Regions from separate parts of the Muntiacus reevesi genome. Here region 1 is linked to region 2. The links are chromatin contacts, called in public Hi-C maps. All regions are on one chromosome and are shown on one strand. Each heading gives the region's core, a stretch centred on a gene start, on an enhancer-like site or on the middle of the called end of the contact. The rest is flanking DNA. Distances are from core to core; before and after follow the strand shown. Region 1 holds the start of PIP4P1 (phosphatidylinositol-4,5-bisphosphate 4-phosphatase 1). Region 2 holds the start of TOX4 (TOX high mobility group box family member 4).

Region 1 (3,202 bases), core at 617-3,116, 830 kb after region 2:
CATCGTCCTCAGAGTTGAGTTTTTCAATTTCTTGTTGCTTCATCCATTTAAGACAGCCACACTTTGGGTTATGAAATGGGGGAAATTGAAGTGTGGTTCATGTGTTGTAAAATGTTGTAATTCATGTGTTGTAACAACCACATGAGGTTGAAGAAAGCTGGTCCCCAAAGGTTGGGTTTAGAGGTTACTGAGAGACCCTTAGGGTTCTGCTTTGGTTTCTTGAAAAGGATAAGGTAAAACCCTCACCTGAGGGTTTCTTCAGGGAAAGGAAGCCATTGAGAATTATTCTCTGTCAAGGAGCCCCTATGGTTAACAGATCTGCTAAAATGTTCCTGTTCAAAGCAGTCAGCTATTTCCCAAGAGTATGAGCTGAACCAACTTCCTTTGATCTCTGGGTACTCCCTTCTATGACAATGAGGTCTTTCCATTCCGCACTTGGTTAACTAAAGGAAATGAGTTACATTGTGAAACAAATTCTCTTTAAGGTGACTCACTTTTACTCTATCATCCACCATCAATCCCAGAGTAACAGTCTACTCACCCTGCATTCATATGATTAAGGAAATCCTTCTAAATAATTGCATAATAACTTTGTCCATCTGTACCTGCTCTACCCACAACAGAAAGAACCTTGAATCCTCAACAAAGTTGAAACAAAAAGTTCCTTTAAGCCACAGGAGGGGACTCTACACATTTCATTTCTGTCTGGCTACCCAGACAGAAATGGATGACCTTGATAGATTTGAAAAGTAGTCTTATTTGCTATGCAAGTAGAGGTTGGATGACTATGGATGAACAGGAGAATGGCTAGGTGGATTGGCTGTATGTTTTAACACAGGAGCTGCTTAAGATCTTTTCCTATGCTTGTTAGAATAAACTCTGTTAGCAGTCTCGTGGCTGGTGGTGAAGTTGAGACAAGTCTAAAGACTGTCTCTACGCCAAACACGAACAAAAATATCCTTGGACTTGATTGGTAACTCAGTCAAAACACTCTTATCACGCATATATGTTTACAACTGGGGGCCAGAAAACCGAGTAAAACGATGAGACACCCCTGTAGTGACAGAAACAGATTCATGTAAAGAAAATTTCACAATTTAACCGGTGACGCTAGAAGGGTGGATTCTGCAAGGCAGCTTTCTGGAGAAGCCGGTCTTGTGTCCTGTTCGAGGTGACTTCAGCGAGGAAGACTAGGGTAAACATCTTACCGTTTTAATCCATTTCTTCCTGGCATATCTTCACTCTGACTTTTCAGAGGTATTCCTTCGAGTAGAGCGGCTAACTGTTGCCTATCCTTTCTACTCTCGGTGCTCACAACAGCGCTCTCTTCCTCAGGCGTTCACCGCCTCTCTTTGAGCCACGCCCCCAGGTTCTGGGGCTAAGTTCGGGCCAATAAAGTTGCGCCCCAAGATCGCAGGCCCAGGAAGGGAATCCTCCAGCCAATGAGAGGCCAACCATAACCGCAAAGAGTAGAAAAGTCTTTTAGTGGTGTCTTCGGACCAATGAAGAGCAATGATTGTGCGCCGGCTCTGGGGGTACCAACAGATCACAGGCGGCTTCCTGAAACACGTGACCAGTGAGCTGAAGCAGCCCTGCCCCACCTCCTGGTCTGGAGGTAGCGCGATGGGCCACGCTTCCAATGGTTCGAAGAACTTCTCGTCACGTGCAGTTTTTGCAGGCCCAGCGGCGTCCTGAAAGTCATGTGACAGTTGACGTTGGCGCCAAGCTTCCCAATGGAAAACAAGAGCTGCCTTCACAGGACCAGAAATCGCTAAGTCTCCGCCAATAACAGCACGGCAGGGCGGGGATAGCCTATCACGTGCTGCGGGGCGGAACGGGGCGGGGCAGGCCACTGGTTGCGGGGCGAGCTGGGCGCGCGGCGCGCAGGCGCCCTGGGGACCCGGTAGCGGCGGCGGCGGCGGTGGCTGCGGTGACGGCGGAGGCGAAAAGAGCCGTATCTTTGGCCGAAGTGGGAGGCGGCGGTGGCGGTCATGGCGGCAGATGGAGAGCGATCCCCCCTGCTCTCCGAGCCCATCGACGGTGGCGCCGGTGGAAACGGATTAGTGGGGCCGGGCGGGAGTGGGGCTGGGCCCGGGGGAGGCCTGACCCCCTCCGCACCACCGTACGGAGCCGGTAAACATGCCCCGCCCCAGGGTAAGCCGGGGCGGGGTCCGAGGTGTTCCCAGGGGTACTCTGACAGGCGGAGGGGGCGGGGCCGAGGGCGGAGGCGGGGCCCAAGCGCCAGGTGCGGGGCTGTTGCACCTGTGACTGGGTGAGGCTTCCTTCTCTCTGCAATCGAGACCGCAGCTTGGGAGCAGAAGGGAGCTCTGAGGGGTCTGATGGAAGCACTGATCATAACAATCACGCTGAGCTTGTCAGAAGGGTTGAGGACCAGAAACAGTTGCCTTACTGCGTGTAGCATCAGTGGGGGTGTCTTCAAGTAATGCCAGCCCTTCTTTTTTCCTTCCTGTCCAGCATTTCCCCCGTTCCCCGAGGGACACCCGGCCGTGTTGCCTGGGGAAGACCCACCCCCCTATTCACCTTTGACCAGCCCGGACAGTGGGAGTGCTCCCATGATCACCTGCCGAGTCTGCCAGTCTCTCATCAACGTGGAAGGCAAGATGCATCAGCATGTAGTCAAATGTGGCGTCTGCAATGAAGCCACTGTGAGTTACACACATCTATGAAACGGGCCCTGTTTTCTGGATCCTCTTTCTAGTCCCTTGATTCTAGACCCAGACCTTCAGGCATTGGCCAAGGACCTTTCATGAAACCCAGGTTTCAGTTCCAGGAGTCTCACACACCATTTCCCCAGAAGCCACTCACCAGGCTAATATGTACCATTCCTCATCTTCATACCTGTCTTTATACTTAAGCTTAGTTTTAGCTTGTAAATCTCATGTTATATGCCTTTCATTTCTGCGTCCTGGCTAAGATTTTCTCTCTCTGATCTCTTCTCAGAAGGTGTTTTTGGGAGAACAGGGATTGGAATTAGAGATTTGCTTACTGATGTCCCCATTATTCTCTAGCCAATCAAGAATGCACCCCCAGGGAAAAAATATGTTCGATGTCCCTGCAACTGTCTCCTTATCTGCAAAGTGACTTCCCAGCGGATTGCCTGCCCTCGGCCCTACTGGTGAGGAGGAATAATTTGGGGAAGGGCATTAGTGGGGAAAATTGGAAAGCCTAAGAAGGATGAATG
Region 2 (3,415 bases), core at 686-3,185:
TGAAGAAGTTGTAACGGATAAGGAGAAATGGTAACAATGACAGGGCCCTAGGTTAAAGGAATCCACTGAAATTTAACTATGAACTTCTTAGCAAAAGAATTTATAAAAAGTTTTTTTCTTAAAGTAATAAAAGCAAACACAAAGGATAGACTCAAACCTGGAAAATTTCTTGATGAGGCCAATATGAAATTTATGACACTCTAAATAAAGAAATTTAAATTGTGGAGACTTGATTCAGAAGGAATTGGTCGTGATGTGCTTTCATGTGGATAAGACCAATGTGAAAACTACAACACTCCAAATAATGAAATTAAACCATGAAGATATCGCTCAGAAGAAACTAACAATGAGACTGCAAAGCATCAAACAGATTTTAGTTTTATATTATTCTTAAATTTGCTGCTCCTTTGATTCACACTTTACTTAGGAATGTAAAAATAAATAGTAATCACAATAAAGTGAAAAAAAAAAAACAACTAGCAAAACCCCCTCCTTGTCCATCTAATTCTCATACATGAAAGCATTAAGGTTTGTTACAGGATAAGTTGATGAATGCGTGCCAAGTCGCTTCAGTCCTGTCCAACTCTTTGCGACCCTATGGATAAGTTCATTCAACAACAATTGAGAATTCTTGATACAAAAAAGTGATCAAATAGTTTATGCCAAGTTTTAAAACAATTTAAAATTCTCAAAAGGCAGTAGAAAGTTCAAGATTTCAGTTTCTCAAAGACTTAATTTATTTTTGTTCCATCCTTTTCTATTGCCTTGTCTAAACAAATCATACATATTTATGACATTTCAATTAAACCTTTTCCACGAACACTAAAGGACCTCACCATGATCATTACTTCTACTTCACAACATAGTAAGAAACTATTATTAAAACTATCTGACAGCTAGGGAAACAGACACACAAGGGTGAAGTAACCTACCCAAACTCTGAGGCACTGGCAAACAGAAATGCACGTTCTACTTAACTCCCATGTTTTCTCGCAAATATTTCCTTTCATTCTCTCACTAGCACAACAAGCTAACACTCTAAGTAAACATAACCAGTAACTTTTCTAAAAATCGTTAAGTAGGAAGTTTTAATGAAACACAGACCCCTTCAACAGAGTACGGTTTAAGAATGAACACATTCCACAGTTAAAATGTTAGGTAAACTCCTGCCCTCTCCCAGATTTCTTTGGCGGAAACGTTCTCTCCCTACTGCGATCTCCCATTACTGTACTTGTTTCTCCTCCACGAAAGGAGACAATTTCACTCTATACTCCAATACAGAATCGCTCTAAAATAGGTTAGCTTTTACCAGCGTCCTGTTTTTTTTTAATGACAGCAGCCTTCCTGGCCTTCCGCGTAGTCATAGGCTCTGAAGGCAGCTGCCACTTTTCTCCAAACATCAATCGCAGCCTCCGGTTCCCAACCCCCGGGCCCTGGCGTCCTAGCTCTCTCCCCATCACCCTACCCCACCGCTGCCTCCCGCCCACTCCGCGCAGCGTCAGGAACTCATGCTCACCTCGGCCCCGGACAGGAAAGGGTGCGAGGGCCCTGTGATCGTCAGGTAATTGTCATTTCCTCCGGGAAACTGGAAACCAAAAGAAAGCCGCGGGGATAAGTTAGGGGAAGCAGGGAGTTAGCTCGGAGCGACGGATTCTGACCCAGACATTATGACAACACCCCCCAAACCCCGCTCTCTCTCCCCTCCCGTCTGCCGCCGCTCCGCCCGGCTTCCCACTTCGGCTTCAACCCCGTTAGCTGCGCTCTCTCGCCAGCCTTCTTAACGATCAGGAGCCTACCTCCATCTTCACACAACGGCTACCAGGATCTCAGTGGACTCATCACTCCCACCGCCCCTACAGAGGACACGGAACTGCCGTCACTTCCGCAACGTCGTGCGTCGCTCTCCGCTGATTGGAAGGAGCGCCTTGGGCTGTTGCGAGTCAGGCCCGGGAAGGCCGAGCGGACTGAAAGGCTAGCTACCGCCTCCTGGAGCTTGGTGGGATAATGGCATGTAGGAGTGTTAGAGGCGTCCCCGGAGGTGGTATCTGGGTATTACCGTCGCTCCGACCGAAACGGGATTTCGAGGGGGAGCAATAGAGACGTTAACTGGGCTAGAGGGGCCGGAGGTCGATAGATTGAGCGGCTAGAGAGGCCGGAGGTAAGTGGCCGTAGAAGTCGGGCGGACCCGGAATCCAGAGCAAAAGGGACCATGACTTATGCTTATCTCTTCAAGTACATCATCATCGGAGACACAGGTAACCCGCGGGCGACAATCCTCAAGCTGGCGCGGGGATCCGAAACACCCAAATCGGGGCTTGGGGGCGGGGCTCATTTAGTGGGCTGGGCGATTGAGTGAAGCGGGGGCGGGGCGGGCCGCCGGGGGCGGGGCTCGGGGCTCCCCTTCCCCAGAGCCCCCCTTCCCCAGTCCTGGACGCCCCGACACTGGTCTGTTCTCGCTGCCTAACTCCTAGCGCACGCGTCGTCTTCTTTCAGGTGTGGGGAAGTCATGTCTCCTCCTGCAGTTTACAGACAAGCGGTTCCAACCTGTCCACGACCTCACAATAGGTAAGCGCATATACCTCTCTTAGAATAGATTATGAAATCTGAATAAGTAGAAAGTTAGCAGCTTTAGTGTTCGGGGTAGAAAAGTTATGTCTCCCTATTTTGGGGTTAGTCCAAAGTTATGCTAAGTGAAGAGTGACTAAATGCTGAGAAATGGGCAGTAGTGTAATGGGGAGTAAGTAATTGAAAGGTGCCTAGATTTAGAGATGACCGTGAGGTATGGGTTAGTTGCCTTAGGATTTTTTTTAAAACAAATGTGATTTGTATGTTTATGTAAAATCCTATGAAAACATATGTTAATTAAAAAACTCGCCTTACTCTGCGGTAAATTAGTGTGAACCTCATTACTTTTTCAAAGTAATCACTACCGTATAGATTTTGTGTGTGTGTGTTGGAGAGGAGGAAGCAAATGGAAGAGCCATCCCAGACCTAGAATAAAAGGTACATGAAACTGGTAACTATATGATAATCATGAGTTTCAAAAACACTCTGGTAAAAAAAAAAAACAACAACAACAACACTCTGGTAATCGTGGGAAATGTGAACATCTTCCACAAATTTGTGATATGGGATGACCTATCACAATGGGTTGTTAGTGAATTTTAACAACCCATTCCCCATAATCTGCATAACTCCAACCCAAATAAAGATTATGTACATAAAACTAGTCTTCTTGCCATGCAGGTGCAGTTTCAGAATAAAATCCCTAGCTCCCATTCTTACTATATCGCCACTTCCAAGACCCACATTATTGAAATCTGAAGCTACTACTGATCCCACAATACTGATTCAGAGCCAAATAACTAAAGTGGTTAGAAAAGGATTTGGTATCAACAGGAAAATATTTTTGTAA

The links. Hi-C and Micro-C count contacts between places; a contact is called where the count stands out from the background.
Region 1: a contact with region 2 is called in a Hi-C map of blood, with 4 times the contacts expected there. The contact joins the promoter of PIP4P1 here to the promoter of TOX4 in region 2. A contact is called at or near these places in 2 of 3 Hi-C or Micro-C datasets (blood and muscle).

Annotation. Positions count from the first base shown.
Region 1 is chr7:25,797,542-25,800,743 of mMunRee1.1, forward strand. It overlaps PIP4P1 (phosphatidylinositol-4,5-bisphosphate 4-phosphatase 1), which reads left to right and starts at 1,867. Exons shown (of 7, transcript XM_065940753.1): 1 at 1,867-2,133; 2 at 2,476-2,666; 3 at 3,030-3,136. The coding sequence starts at 1,992.
Region 2 is chr7:24,965,156-24,968,570 of mMunRee1.1, forward strand. It overlaps TOX4 (TOX high mobility group box family member 4), which reads right to left and starts at 1,936. Exons shown (of 10, transcript XM_065941437.1): 1 at 1,797-1,936; 2 at 1,517-1,585. The coding sequence starts at 1,802. RAB2B (RAB2B, member RAS oncogene family) reads left to right here and starts at 2,008. Exons shown (of 8, transcript XM_065941439.1): 1 at 2,008-2,255; 2 at 2,494-2,565. The coding sequence starts at 2,210.